Linked DNA regions of Mus musculus: regions 1, 2, 4 and 5 are each linked to region 3. The links are chromatin contacts, called in public HiChIP or PLAC-seq and promoter capture Hi-C maps. All regions are on one chromosome and are shown on one strand. The core of a region is the stretch at or near the end of the contact, and the rest is flanking DNA. Distances in the headings are between cores, read along the strand shown.

Evidence for each region. Promoter capture Hi-C pulls out the DNA fragments that hold promoters and counts their contacts. HiChIP or PLAC-seq counts read pairs in DNA pulled down with a chosen protein or histone mark. Capture Hi-C pulls out chosen DNA fragments and counts their contacts.
Region 1: an H3K4me3 HiChIP or PLAC-seq map of bone marrow-derived macrophages shows a contact between it and region 3, with 4 times the contacts expected there. The contact joins the promoter of Rag1 here to the promoter of Trim44 in region 3. A contact is called at or near these places in 3 of 39 promoter capture datasets (the C10 cell line, liver and pre-B cells), 1 of 15 datasets of contacts at CTCF or cohesin (embryonic stem cells) and 2 of 115 datasets of contacts at active chromatin or transcription factors (bone marrow-derived macrophages and embryonic stem cells).
Region 2: a contact with region 3 is called in a promoter capture Hi-C map of pre-B cells, with 5 times the contacts expected there. The contact joins the promoter of Pdhx here to the promoter of Trim44 in region 3. A contact is called at or near these places in 2 of 39 promoter capture datasets (hippocampal neurons and pre-B cells), 5 of 484 Hi-C or Micro-C datasets (the G1E-ER4 cell line, embryonic stem cells, natural killer cells and 2 more), 1 of 115 datasets of contacts at active chromatin or transcription factors (astrocytes) and 1 of 9 other capture datasets (adipose tissue).
Region 4: a promoter capture Hi-C map of liver shows a contact between it and region 3, with 4 times the contacts expected there. The contact joins the promoter of Commd9 here to the promoter of Trim44 in region 3. A contact is called at or near these places in 13 of 39 promoter capture datasets (the C10 cell line, the HPC-7 cell line, cranial neural crest and 6 more), 12 of 484 Hi-C or Micro-C datasets (B cells, CD4 T cells, CD8 T cells and 8 more), 11 of 115 datasets of contacts at active chromatin or transcription factors (bone marrow-derived macrophages, cardiomyocytes, embryonic basal ganglia and 8 more) and 4 of 9 other capture datasets (adipose tissue, embryonic stem cells, liver and 1 more).
Region 5: an H3K27ac HiChIP or PLAC-seq map of embryonic stem cells shows a contact between it and region 3, with 10 times the contacts expected there. The contact joins the promoter of Prr5l here to the promoter of Trim44 in region 3. A contact is called at or near these places in 1 of 39 promoter capture datasets (liver), 2 of 484 Hi-C or Micro-C datasets (both in embryonic stem cells) and 4 of 115 datasets of contacts at active chromatin or transcription factors (bone marrow-derived macrophages, embryonic stem cells, forebrain and 1 more).

Annotation. Positions count from the first base shown.
Region 1 is chr2:101,648,181-101,650,880 of GRCm38.p6, forward strand. Rag1 (recombination activating 1) reads right to left here and starts at 1,352. Exons shown (of 2, transcript NM_009019.2): 1 at 1,242-1,352.
Region 2 is chr2:103,072,216-103,074,915 of GRCm38.p6, forward strand. Pdhx (pyruvate dehydrogenase complex, component X) reads right to left here and starts at 1,298. Exons shown (of 11, transcript NM_175094.5): 1 at 1,075-1,298. The coding sequence starts at 1,234. Apip (APAF1 interacting protein) reads left to right here and starts at 1,460. Exons shown (of 7, transcript NM_019735.4): 1 at 1,460-1,626. The coding sequence starts at 1,573.
Region 3 is chr2:102,399,562-102,402,261 of GRCm38.p6, forward strand. Trim44 (tripartite motif-containing 44) reads right to left here and starts at 1,339. Exons shown (of 5, transcript NM_020267.2): 1 at 452-1,339. The coding sequence starts at 1,123.
Region 4 is chr2:101,885,006-101,887,705 of GRCm38.p6, forward strand. Commd9 (COMM domain containing 9) reads left to right here and starts at 1,257. Exons shown (of 6, transcript NM_029635.3): 1 at 1,257-1,314. The coding sequence starts at 1,264.
Region 5 is chr2:101,796,395-101,799,094 of GRCm38.p6, forward strand. Prr5l (proline rich 5 like) reads right to left here and starts at 1,313. Exons shown (of 9, transcript NM_175181.5): 1 at 1,078-1,313.

The DNA of each region.
Region 1 (2,700 bases), core at 102-2,601, 750 kb before region 3:
GTCAGCAGCATCACCTTGGAATTGTTAGCATCTACCACCGTGTCTGTAATGTCGTCCCTCCATAGGCCATGGACTCTGTGGGAAACCAGCCTGGGGTGATATGGACAAGCGAGACAAGACTGTGGCTTAGAGTGAGATACCATCAGTAACCTTGGGTGTCTAGAAAGCACAGCAGCAGCTCATTTCTTGTCAGCTCTAACTGTAACCCATGCACTCCCCTGATTGACTCACCCTCTCCTGCTAACAGTGATATCATCACTGACTGTCCAGTAAGCCCCAAAGACCTCTTTCTCCCTGGTGCTGAGATTACAAGAATGGGATATCACACCCAGCTGGTTTACAAAGGTTTGGGGAATCCCACTTGGATCTTCATGCTGTGAGCACTCTGTTGACTAAGATCTCTCCCCATCCCAATCACACTTCTGTGCACCCAAGTGTGACCCCTCTTTGACACATCTGACCTACCCCTTTGTTCTCTCCCTGGGTACCACTCCTGATTATCTGCCCCACAACATGCACGAAAACATTTCTAGCATCTACAAAATAACCAGAAAATTCTTTCCCTTCTTCCGGGGGACCCATTACTGAACCACTTTAGAAAGAAACGCACAGTTGCAACCCCTTGTTACACATCCCAAGAACATAACCTCCGGGTAGGCTCTCCTCCATGGCAATTCTCAGAATTAATATGAATCAGAATCACTACAGAGATTGTTTTCCAAAACATGCAGATCATTAGCTCCCAGAGAATCTGCCTATTTGCTTAGGATGGAGTCCAGAAATTGCATTTTTAAATATTGCTGTGGTCCTGATGAAGTGGTGTACAGGTCATGTTTTCTGAAACACCGGACTTCTCAGCTCAGCAAATGTCAAAACCTGGAAAACTGTTCCTTTCCTCCCAGCCTGGAATTCTTTGTTCCTGACTATCTTCTCTTGCCTGAGCTAACCGTGTGCTCCTCTGTCTCCCCTTCTGCAGCTCTTCCCAAACCCTCCTCTGCCAATAGCATTCATTTATATCCACCCCGGTGTGTTCCATCTGTTCTAGATGCCTGCCACGTCTCTGAACTTGGCCTTCTATTCCTTTCCTAGTTTTCCTCCATTCCAAACAAAAGCTAAATCAGTTCCAGCTTTTCTCACCCCTCCTTCGGTGCCTGTAAGGAAACCATCTCTCTTAGTTCTGATTAGAAACACAAAAACATAATGAATGTTTTGGCTCAAGGCACGAAAAGCACAAGAGTTACCTTGCTCCACAGGCCTCCCGGCCAGAGTGCTAGAATGTCTGCAGCTTGGTTGTTAACACTCGATGCCACAGAGATAGCAACATATGCTGTCTACTCTCTCCTTGCTCTCTTGTCCCATAGTGCACAATGCTGCATTATGTATCAGCTCTCACTGCCCTTCCCACTCTCCCACACCACAGACGGCTAACCACAGATGATGATAGCCAATCACAGACCAGCAGACCCCCCAGCTCCAGCTGGCACCTGGCTCTTCAGGAAGTTTAGCTGGGGGACCTGAGTGCAGAAACATTCAGGGTGTTTATTCTGAAAAGCTAGCTGTCATTTCATCTCCTGAGAATGCCTACGGTGGAAATGATATCGTCACTCTAATCTCTGGTTTCTCCCTGGACTCTGAGGCTCCGTGCCTCAGTTTCTGCATGAAAGAGCTAGCAATAGGAGCCAGCAATGGGAGCCAACAATGGAAACCAGCAATGGATGCTAACAGCGAGAATGCTTAGAGAAAAAAATTTTGGAATGGTACCTGTTCTTAGTAAATTTTCTTTTAAATATTAATAAAAGCATACATCTTTATTTATTGTATATTATAAACACCCCCAGAACTCCTCCACCTGATCAGATCTCTGTCAGGTGATACATTTTTTAGAAGAAAATCTTTGATACATCTAGAAAGAGAACTAAGTTTAAACATGATTGTATTTCTTAAAATCAAGAGACCTGGATATAAATGACTTAGGTTTTAGATACTTAAACACTGTCAGTTTAAGTCTGATCACCTACAACTTAGTATTGGCCTTATTACAGCAATGGTCTTGTTCTTTGGCTGCTTTCTACATACTTAATTCTTATAAAACTCATATGCAATCGATAGTATTATCTCTAGAGAAAGTTTTCAAGTTATAGAAAAATTAGCCCATGGTTACCTAGCTGATAGATGTTGAAGATCGGTTGGAATTATGAAGTCTTCTCTATGTGTCTCTGTATGTATCTCTCTGACTCTACCTGTCTCTGTCTGTCTGTCTGTCTGTCTGTCTGTCTTTCTGTGTGTCTGTCTGTCTCTTTGTTTCTGTATCTCTGTCTCTCTACTTGTCTGTCTCTTTCTCCCTTTCTCTGTGTGTCTCTGTCTTTCTGTTTCTGTCTGTCTCTCTGTGTCTCTTTCTCTCTGTCTCTGTGTGTGTGTGTGTGTGTGTGTGTGTGTGAGAGAGAGAGAGAGAGAGAGAGAGAGAGAGAGATGTTTGTTTGTGACCACACTTGCAGGTGCAGGTGCATCTGTATGCAGTGTACATATAAAGGCCAGATGTGAAATCACCCATTGGCTGTCTTGCTCCATTGCTCACTGCCCTTTTTTTTTTTGAAACATGGTTTTTTGTTGACCACGAGGCTCAACAATTCCAATAGATGAGCTGTTCAGCAAATCCCAGGGATCCTCCTGTCTCCACCTCCCTAGTATTTGGACTGTTGA
Region 2 (2,700 bases), core at 48-2,547, 670 kb after region 3:
GTGCTCCATTAAACTCACAACAGTATAAGGTGCAGATTCCTGAGTCAGAGTTTCTGCTAAGTGTAGGCAAGTTCAGTTTTAACAAATGAGGACCAGGCAGAGAAAATATTATATACTATACAGTTAAAGACAATATCCAGGAAGTATTTATTAAACATTACTCCAAAAATGACTTAGGTAAATTGTCCCTATTAGCCCCTCTTTAGAAATCTCAGCACACGGATTTTATTGTTTTTCTTTTTCTTTTTTTTTGTTTTGTTTTGTGGCCTCAGACAGCTCAGAAAGTGTGGGCTAGGCCTACTGTACCAGGTGGTGGTAAGAATGATTACTTAAATGTCTAATGGTTTCTAAAACTGTTTTCTGTGCCCCCATCCTAACCCCCAGCCCATATTCATACACGTAAGGAAGAATAATGCCAGGTCTGCCATTTTATATGCTGTATGTTAAATAACGGAAGGACAGTGGGTATATCTCCGAGTTCAATATCACTGCTTAAGAACAATTTTATGTAATAGGCTGTATGAATTTCATGCCACATATTTTACTTGAAACATTCTAGCAATGTCTGTGATTCTGTATTTTCTAAGTTAAGTCTTGTATGCTGCATACATTAAGTGCAGTAAGATTTAAAGTTTTCCAATAGGGACAGGTCCTTTGAATGAATCAGTATGGGTAATAGTGGCTTTGAATGTATGGGCAGCTATATTACATTAGAGAGGAATGGTAAAATTAAAGAAATTTGACATGTGATTGATAAGGGTCTAAAATAGAGGGATTTAAAACAGACCCTCCCTAGGTGACATCGAAATTTCTCAAATTCTAAAGCAAGGTCACAGAGAAGCCATGTAGCCCTGAAGGCAGGCCAAGGACGGAACCATGCTCTCCCAAGTCTGAAGACAGTTCTTTTGCCGCATGCCATAGGCTAAGTCAGCAGGCCCGTTTCTGGGGGAGGTTGAAAGGAACAGGAAGAGTCCGCACTTAACCTCACAAACCGTGTCCCCAATCAAGAAAGCCCCTGACCCAGGCCCCATTGCTCAGCTAAAGAGAGAAGTGGAGCGAGCGCAAGCCACTCACCCTGCAGCAGCTGAGTACTGTGAAACCACCTCCAACTTGCTCCACGGTCGACAGGCCAAGCAGCAGCACCCTGAGCCAGTCCCAGGCTTCGACGGCTGCTAAATCCCAGAAGGTACCGAAGCAGCGGCTGGTTACAGTGAAGCCTCCAGGAGGCCGCCATCTTCCCGGCTTTCTCCGGGAAAGCTCGCAAGTCAACTAGATTGGCGGCCTCAAGGCCCGTCCAGGCCCCGCCTTGCATGGGCTGGCCCCGCCCACAGCGCACGCTCCCCGCCTTGGACTGGAGGACTAGTCCTTCTAACACCGCCTCCAACCTTCACGGGCACGCCCACCGGCCGGTTTGCGCCGCCGCAGATTCTCCAAAGGGACGAGGTCCCCCTCAGACTCCGCCTCTCACTCTTGCTCCGCCCCCAGGCTGCCCGCTCTGTCGCCTAATAGCGTTCTGCCGGCCGCTCAGACTTGGAACGAGCGCGGGACAGATAACGGAGCAGAGTCAGAACCATGTCTGGCTGTCAAGCTCAAGGAGACTGTTGCTCGCGGCCGTGTGGCGCGCAGGTAAGGACGGCGGTCTACAGCAGGCGAGGTGGGGTCACGGGCCGCGGGGTGGGGCTTCGGCCAGGAGCTCTAGGCGGCTAATTCCTAACCCAGTCCGCGAAAGTCAGAGGCCCCTCTGTGCTAGTAGGACTGCTCTACCGGAATTGTCAGGCACCCCAAAGGGCACTCTTTTGGGCAGTTGTCCTTGCCTATCTTACTTGACGTTATGAGGTGGGAGCTCTTGGAAATGATTCTTCTTTAAGGAAAATGGGCCCTGGGGCAACATGGGTTTTCTTTCAGTTAAACAGGACGCAGGCTTATGAAATGCCTTCTAGTGCTAAGAAAATGGTGAACTAGCGAACTAGAAGAATAAACAGCTTCGATACTAACTGATAAGCCCTGCAGAAGACTCAGGGGAAGTCCACAAAATTATATCTTTACTAACCTTTCGTCTAGCCAAGGGGTCTCAATTTAAAATAAAACAGGAAATATTTAATGCAGAGCATCTGAACTATTATTGTCTTGGAATAAGTGGCTTTTCACAAATTCTTTATAAACCTTGAAATTAGGCACGACTGAAAGGGAGATTTTGCATATAGGACACAGGTCCCTGGTGGCCATCCCTATATATGGAGAACGAGGAAAGTAGAAGCAATGTATCAGAATCAAGGTGCATTGATAGCAGACATGTTTGTCATCCCTTATTAGTAAATCTTGGTGACGGTCATCATAGAAATACAGATTTTTTTTTCATACTAAGTGTTGTGCCAGATCAGCAAAATAACCTGTGATTCAAGAGCTGTGATTGAATTTATCAAGACAGAAAATAGCCACATACAAAAAAGAAGCTGAAGATGTTTTTCAAGTATAGAAGGAGAAGTGGGTGGTTTCAGATGGTGATTTGTCAAAGACTTTTGAATACCTAGCATTTTAGATTGGCCCATATTTTGAGGAAACCACAAAGAAAACTCTAGGACCACCATATACCTCAACTAGAGATCTCATTACATGTCTCTAGCCTCTTCTTGCTGTTTGGAGGTATAGACGCAGTGTCAAATTCTGCTTTTTTGAGGGACACTTAGAAAGTCATATTCT
Region 3 (2,700 bases), core at 89-2,588:
ACCACAACACCTGTACCGCCACTTTCCGAGTCTTCTACTAGAGGAACCAGCTCCTTGGTTTTGTCAAAATCACCGTTTCTTTCTCATGTTTTCCAAGTGGGCTGAGTTACCATAGCAAGAGCCCTAAGTCAAAACACTTATCCTAACAACGGTGATCATGTATAGAAATGGGCCTAAATGGCGTCACAGTTCTCAAGGAATGGCCTATCTGAATTCCAGGGAGAAGTAATTTGCAAACTGTCAGAAACTATACTCAAGATTTTCTGTGTTCTTGTATGTTCACAGATGAGAACTGACAACTTGACAATTTCAACCAAAATGGTAGACTAGGCACGGCTTCCAACATGGCGACTCGTCTTGTTGATACATGAAAATGAATGTGGTCACAGCTAGGCTATCTGAAATCGGGGATCCTGTTCCCCTTAGACATGTCTGAATGCCCGATACTCACTCTCAGTTCTTCGAAGGCTTCGTCCAGCGTGGACAGCTGGTGGCCCCGGTGAGCCCCAATGACTGGACACAGGACACAGATGAGCTGCCTATCTTCCTGACAATAGGTGCTCAAATCCAGCCCATGGTCTGGACACTTCCTCTTGGCCACTCTCTCCGCTTCCATCTCTATTTCGGGGTCAAATTCGCTTTCTGCCTCAGTTTCTCCTTCTGCCTCTGATTCCCCTTCTTGGTTGTCTTCCTCCGCCTCGCTCTCCTGCTCATCCTCCATCTCTTCCTCGCTGTCTTCTTCACTCTCCTCGTCACTCTCATCCTCACTGTCTTCCTCGGTCTCGCTCTCTTCTTCCGACTCACTGTCTACCTCCGTCTCGCTCTCTTCTTCCCCGACCTCGCTCTCTACCTCCCCCTCGGCCTCCCCTTTGGCCTCGCCGTCTTCGGGGAGCGCGTCGTCTCCCCCGCTGGCCGGCGGAGTCCAGGCCTGGGCGCCATGGACGTAGGCAGCCAGGCGGTGGCTGAGGAACTTCTGGCGATGCGCGTCGGCGTGGCGGCGGCAGTAGCAGAAGCCGCAGTCGCGGCACACCTCCTCCGCCCCGGGCGCCTCGTCGGGTTCGCACTCGTCACACGTGCCGTCGGGAGGCAGCTCCTCGCAGGCCGCGCCCACTCCGGAGGCCATGTGGCTGCAGGGACGAGGCCGAGGCCTAGCGGCTGGCGTGCTCTCCGCCTTCAGCGCGGAGCGCCTTCCTCACGCAGGCCCGCTTACCCCCGGGGTCTGGCCGGCCGCCCCGCCTGGGCCGCGCCGCTGCGCTGCGCCGCGCCGCGTCTGCAGCTGCTGAGGCCTGAGGGCCCGGCCAGCCGTCAGCGCTGGGCCTGGCGCCCGCTCGGTCTCTTCGCCGCGCGCCGCGCCCGCGCCCCGTCCCTCGCGCGCCACTTCCGGCGCGGCAGCCTGCGCCCCGTCGGCCCCTGCGCCGCGCAACCCGGCCTCCGTTGCCCGGCAAGATCGCGGCCGCCGCGGGCCCACGCCGCCCCGGTTCCACTTTACCCACGCCGTCAGCGGCCTCCTTTCACTTCCTGAGTCACTTAAAGCGGCAAGGACCCTTTTCTGCGTTTTCCCGCGGGGCTGAGCATCCCCCCCGGAAGGAGAAGCTCGAGCGCAATCTCTCCTCGCAGAGCAGGGCGACGGGCCCCGCCTCTCCCACGCCCTCCCTGGAGGTGTCAACCTGACCGAAAACCACTAGCCTGCGGTCCCTGCGGACTTATGTCACTCTGGAGACACTGTCCCCGCCCCATCACAGCCCCCGGATTTTCAAGGGGCCAAGGCCCCAAGGCTCTTTATCACACCGAACCTGCCCGCCTGGGATTTCCATAAAGCCCCCAAAAGGGCTGTGTGTGTTCTTCTAGGCTACTGAGGTCTCAGTCTGACTGAGCAAACACGCAACATTTTTGATCCAAAGCAATACTGTGCCTTGTGTGTTTGCAAAGTCTATTTGCATCCCGGCCTCCTAGGGGTTCAGAATCTCTGAGTAATAGCTGTGTCAGGTGAAGGGAGGTGAGGGGGATCATAGTTTTGAAGTGAGATGCCAACTCCCAGTCACTAACTGGTCACTCTAGATTCCAAGCCGACACCAAGAGAAAGGAAAGCGGTTGATACACATTAAACAATGTTAAAGTGCCCCAGACCGTGCTAGATCTTCTTGTGGTGTTTTCAAAGCCTGATTTTAGAACTTTATCCACTAGAGTCCCCAAATCCTAAGGCCACCACTTAGGTTTGGTAATCATGGACAAATTACTTCATCTTTCTGTTTTAAAAACCACCCCCCCCCAAAGACAACAACAACAAACAAACAAAAAACACCAAACTCTGTAAAATAGAAATAATAGCAATATCTCCTTCGTGGGGATTTGTGGATTAAATGTAAAGGAGTCTGTACAGAAGTGATCAGTAAGCTTTATTAATTTTAGCATAATTTATAATGCTGACAATGACACTTCAAAGGTCATTTCATACCTTAAACATAAGACATTTTTGGTGGGCTGCTGGTAATGTAGCCATCCCCTTCTCTACCATCTATGGTTGTCTCTCCAGTAACAGAAAAAAAAATGTATTTGAGAGAGAAAGGAGGACATTTTGCTCTAGTGGGGCAGAGGAAAGTGGATTACAGAATGGAAAATAGCTAGGCATGTGATGCACACTCTCAAGCACTTGCGAGGCAGAGACCAGTGGGTCTCTTAGTTGGAGGCTAGTACCTTCGA
Region 4 (2,700 bases), core at 7-2,506, 510 kb before region 3:
CTTATACAATATTTCAAAGCCAGAAAGCCTGGGATGGCTCAGTTGAGTTGTTATGCTTTCAATTTCTCAAGTGCATTGGTTACTGGTGTGTCACTGTGACAGGAACTAGATGGAAACAACTTAGAGGAGGAAGATTTATTCTGGTTCATGGTTTCAGAAGTTGTAGTCCAACATGGCAGAGCAGGGTGGCAATAATGTACAGCCAAGACTTCTTACACAGCAGCAGACAAGACACCATGCAATCAGGCCAGAACCAGAAGCAGCATAACCCCCAAAGGCCTGCCACTAGAGACCTTCACTAGCAAGGTCCCAGATCCTAAGGGTTCTAACATTCAGCAGTCCCACAAAGCTAGGGTCCAAGTGACCACAGGATGAACCTGCAAAACAGATTTCAGACTCAACCCATAGCAAGGTTGTAGTTAAGCCTTTGACCCAGCGACTGCCACTTTCAGACTCTCTGAAGACTGGAGGGTCTGCCTCTGAGGAAGGTGTTGGCAGGTCTTGCTGCATGACCCTCAACACTCAGTTTTAAGGGAAAGAATGCAGACAGAAGAGACCGTGCCGGAGGTGCACAGAGCTAAGATAGTCAATATCTTCACACGCCTTCTTCCTTTCTAACCCCTTTCCTAATCAGCTGCCCTTCAAACCAGACCTCTTCTTGGACCACAGGAAAGTTACTAAGAACCCTAAGTGACTTAGCTTGACTGTCTGGATAAGGCTAGTTACAAAGGCTCCTATCTCTCCACAAACAGAGAAGAAACTATATGCCTTGAAGCGTTGTTTTTTGTTTTTTGTTTTTTTTGTTTTGTTTTGTTTTTAGGGAGTACTGCAGGCATGTGAGCGTGTGTGTGTGTGTGTGTGTGTGTGTGTGTGTGAATTCCAAGAATTCAAATAGGCAAAGCTTCATTTAAATCCAGATGGTGAGTAGGCCGATCTCTTCTGGGCATCTAAGTTGCCAAGGTGTCTGCCAAGTCTGCAGGTGCATTCACCAGATCAGCCAGCCTACCCAGAGGGGCAAAGGCAAAACCAGTTTCCCTGACCTAGGATGTCCAGCCAGTTGTTCCCTGGAAATCATTCTATATCCGAGTTCTCTCAGTATCTCAGCCCTCTGGTCTTTGAGCTTAGTCATACAGGAGGAAGACTTCCTGGTTCTTTGCACGCCGTTCCCGCCAGCCACGGTGAAGAACTACAACTCCCAGCATGTCCTGCGAGGGGTCACGAGGCACGCTCCGCTTGCTCCGGCTGTCACGTGACTCCAGAAAGATGGCGGCCTTGACAGCAGAGCATTTCGTGGCGCTCCAGAGCCTACTGAAGGTATCTTGAAGGGGTGGGGACGCGTGCGGCCACCGTCTTAGGGTCTGGGACTTGGTGCAAAGCAAGAATTGGGAATAAACCGGCCCTGACTTGGAGCATTGTCCCACTCCCACCCTACCCGCCGCGCGTCAGTGCTTCTTTGTGTGACCCTGAGAAAATCGTTCAGCCTTTCTGAGCTTTTAAACAGGAGCAACAAAATTAATCACGCCCAGATATTAAGGTGGAAGTAAAAATCAGATAGTCGATGTAAATACACCCAAGAATTAGTGACCACGAGTGGTTTTATAGATTGGAGCACTTGGGTGACAGTCACCAGTTCCCATTTCATCCCAGTCTTTACGCCTCTCTCAGGGAAATTCTCTCCTTCTTGTCACCCTAGTACTTCTAGGGACGTCATAAAGTTTGAGTTACTCCTTAGAAGGGTGGCTTTGCATTCCCTCTTAGGACTTATTACTAGTGTGCACACACCATGGATGTCTTTGTGTTCTCTTCTGAGGAACATGATTTCTGTTTCTTCTTGTTTTCCTTTCTTCTCTCTTATCCAGTTGAAGATCAGAAATGATCCTCGTGACACTGTCATTATAAGTCACACATATAATGCCCTTTCCGTTATCCATCTTCCTAGTGTGCATTTGCTCAGTCCACTCCTGAGCACTTTGACTTCATTGTTCACAAGCCTATGCCAACAAGAACAAGACCTGGCACCCAGTATGTGCCGAAGAAATAGCTATGAAGGGCTTTAGTATAGTGGAGCTGTGACTAGGATCCAAGAGTTCTCCTTAGCAGCTTTTTCTCTTCCTTGTGGTTGATTTAAGCCATTCCTTTTCCATGCTTGCTTGTCTTGGGACATTTTCTTTTCCTTGGTAAGTTTTGGAAAATAACATATAGCATACTGAAATCATTAGTAATTCCCTTAATGACTACACACTCATGTAGCCAACACCAGACCACAGACTGAGACACCAGTACCCCCAGTGCCTCCCTGGTTACTTACTTCACTTGCCTTCCCAACAGTGCATAGCTTCGGACACCATGTACTATTACTCAGTCTCTGAACTCCACAGAAATGGAACACTTCTTCATATCAGTGTTCACATCTGGCTTCCAGTCATGATTGTAGCAATAGCTCATTTTCACTGCTCTATTGTTTAAATACACTTTATTAAAAGCTAACTATAATATCTCCTGTAGTTGTGGGAAATAATGCAGAGAGATTTTTGTCCCATGTTCCTTAATGGTGACTTCCTGGATATCTACAGAACAATATCACAGTTGGGGTATTTACATTGATCCAGTAAAGCTCCAAGGCATAGCTATCTATGTAAGACCCCTGGGTTGACATCTTACAGCCAAGCTCACTTGCAGTTGGCCTCCAGAATTCCTTGA
Region 5 (2,700 bases), core at 63-2,562, 600 kb before region 3:
ATGTAGCTGAGCCGCCGCGCGTAAGCATCTCGTCTTGTGGGGCGCGACGCAGCGCAGTAATTGAAACCTTGCACACCGCAGGATTGCAGTGGCGTCTATAAATACTCTCCACTTTACTGCTGACAAGCAAAACGCGGGCTTCTGGCACCGCGGAGGAAGAGGCGGCGGTGGCATGTGATCCCCGGCAGGGCGCGGGTAGGAATCGGGGAAACCCCTACTGCCAACAAGGGCAGCACCCCAAAATCTATTCCTGAAGGATCCTTTGTAAGCACACCTAGTCCTTGTCGCTGTCCAGGCACGAACTCTGGGAACCGTAGTCTGGTCTAGAGGTGCGGGTCCCACAGCGCCCCCTGTGCGTAAAAACGCGCAGTGCGCACACGAGGCGCGCAGAGGAAATCCCGGCCCAACGCCCGGCGGGCGCGAAAGTCGAAGCGGAAAGGGGACACCGTGGGCGCCTGGCGCAGAGTCGCAGTGAACTGTCCCGAGCTTCTCACCACCACAGGCTAGGTCTCCCTCGGGCTGTCCCCTGGCTACAGTAGCCTGCCCAGCGCTCCGGGCCAACTGGTCTCCATCTACTACCTCGACTCTCACGCCTCCCTTCAAGAAAGAAGGGGACGGCTGAGAGGATGGGTTTTTCAGGCGAGTAGCCTCCTGAGCACTCATGACTGTAGATCTGCCCCTCTGGCCTTGGGAGGATGGTGCAGATACATTCTTTTTCTGCCTTCTAGCTTACTAGGGTCCCACGCTTGGCAGGATTCCCCCAAAAAGGGTTCACAGCGCTTCCTCTCCCACCGTGACCCACTACACTCAGGGCGGCCTGCCCCTTCCCTTACCCACCTCTTGGTAGTCTACCTCCCCGCCTACAGCATCCGATGCGGAGGTTCCTTAACCACGCGGAGTCTCCCCTCAGTCTCGCTGTCCCCGTGCCCCCACTCCCACCCCCAGATCACGCCAGGCGAGTTATTTTCCGAGCCTGCGAAGTTGCAGAATGATGACTTCAGGCCCTCCAGGGACTTCCCCACTCACCCCCTTGGGGTCCCCGGCGTGAGTCACCCGAGCCGAGCCGCGCACACCCACCGCTCGCCTCCGTCTCGGACTCTGAGCGCTCAGGAAAAAGTTTCCGGTGTTCCAGGGAAAGTTTTCTTGCTGGAGAGAAACTAGCGATTCGGCTGGTTCTCGCCTCGCTCGCTCGCTCGCCCTCCCCAGGTCCTCTCCCAGCTCTGCCCTACGCCGGGTCGCGTCCTGCCCAGGTTTCTCTCCGCCGTAGCTCTCAGAGTCAGGCTGGTGACTGTTTCCCTCCTCTCTCAACTTACGGCCGCCTCCTCTCCTCCTCCCTCTCCTCCTCCCACTTTTCCTGTCCGGTGCACATCGCTGTGGTTTCTCTCCAATGCCCCCGCCTCGCTTCACCCCCATCCCACGCCTCCTCTCCAACAACAAGAGTAGGCGGAAGACCCTGCGCTTAAATTCATTTCAACAATTTCAGGAAATCCAAGGTCGTGGTCCTAAAAAGCAGGGGAGGATGCTGCAAATCAGGGGAACTCTGCACTACCTTTCGAAAAGCCAAGAAGAGTTTGGTCTCCCACTGTTAAACCCGGGATGAGAAACGTCTCCAGGAGTCCAGAGGTGTTCGTGCGACCAGATACAAAAGGACTGGAGTTCTGCGGAACATTTCTGAGGCTGAGAGAGGTTTTGTTGCTGCTTTGGAGCGCGCACGCGCGAATGCGTTTTAAGGAAAGATTTTTCAAACCGATTCCACACTTGTTTGCGTCTCTTCCTTAGCGTTGTAAAACGAATTTAAGGATCTGGGGTTCAATTTTTAGGCGAAGGTTTCACGAACACGACATATCAGAATTGAAACCACAGAAAACCAACCAGTTCGAACATTTTAAAAATGTAAAATAACTTTGGAAATTCCTTGTTGTTGCTCGGTAGGTGCTAAGAATTTGAGCTGGTGGTGGAGTAATCAGGATCCTAGCACGATGGTGTTTAACCTGTTGGTCGAGACCCCTTTGTGTGGGGTGTGTGTGTGTATGTGTCACATATTAGATATCTTGTATATCAGATATACACACAATGCATAACAGAATTACAGTTAAGTGGTAGCAACAAAATAATTTTATGGTTGGGGGCAGGGGGGGGTCACCACAACATGAGGATCTGTATTAAAGAGTCACGGCCTTTGGAATGCTTAGAATCCCTGTAGCACTTTGGAGGTAGAGGAAAGAAGACCAAGAGTTTAGGTCATCGTGCTCTACACAATGAGTTCAATTTTTCATCCTAGGTTATATGAACCCATCTCAAAAAACAAACAAAACAAAACAAAACAAAAACCCTTTTCTTTAACATTTCTCTCTCTCTCTCTCTGTCTCTCTCTCTCTCCCTTTCTTTCTTTCTTTCTTTCTTTCTTTCAAGATTTATTTATTTTATATATGTGAATACACTGTAGCTGTCCTCAGACACCAGAAGGCATCAGATCCCATTACAGATGGTTATGAGCCACCATGTGGTTGCTGGGAATTGAACTTAGGGCCTCTGGAGCAGCAGTCAGTGCTCTTAACCGCTGAGCCATCTCCCATCTCTCCAGCCCACTTTTTCTTTTTTTTTTTTTTTTAATGCAACTGTTGTAGGACTCCCTGCCTAATTTTGCCCTGCGGTTGAGAAGGGACTACTTTTAAAGCGCTGTCCGACCTCATATCAACA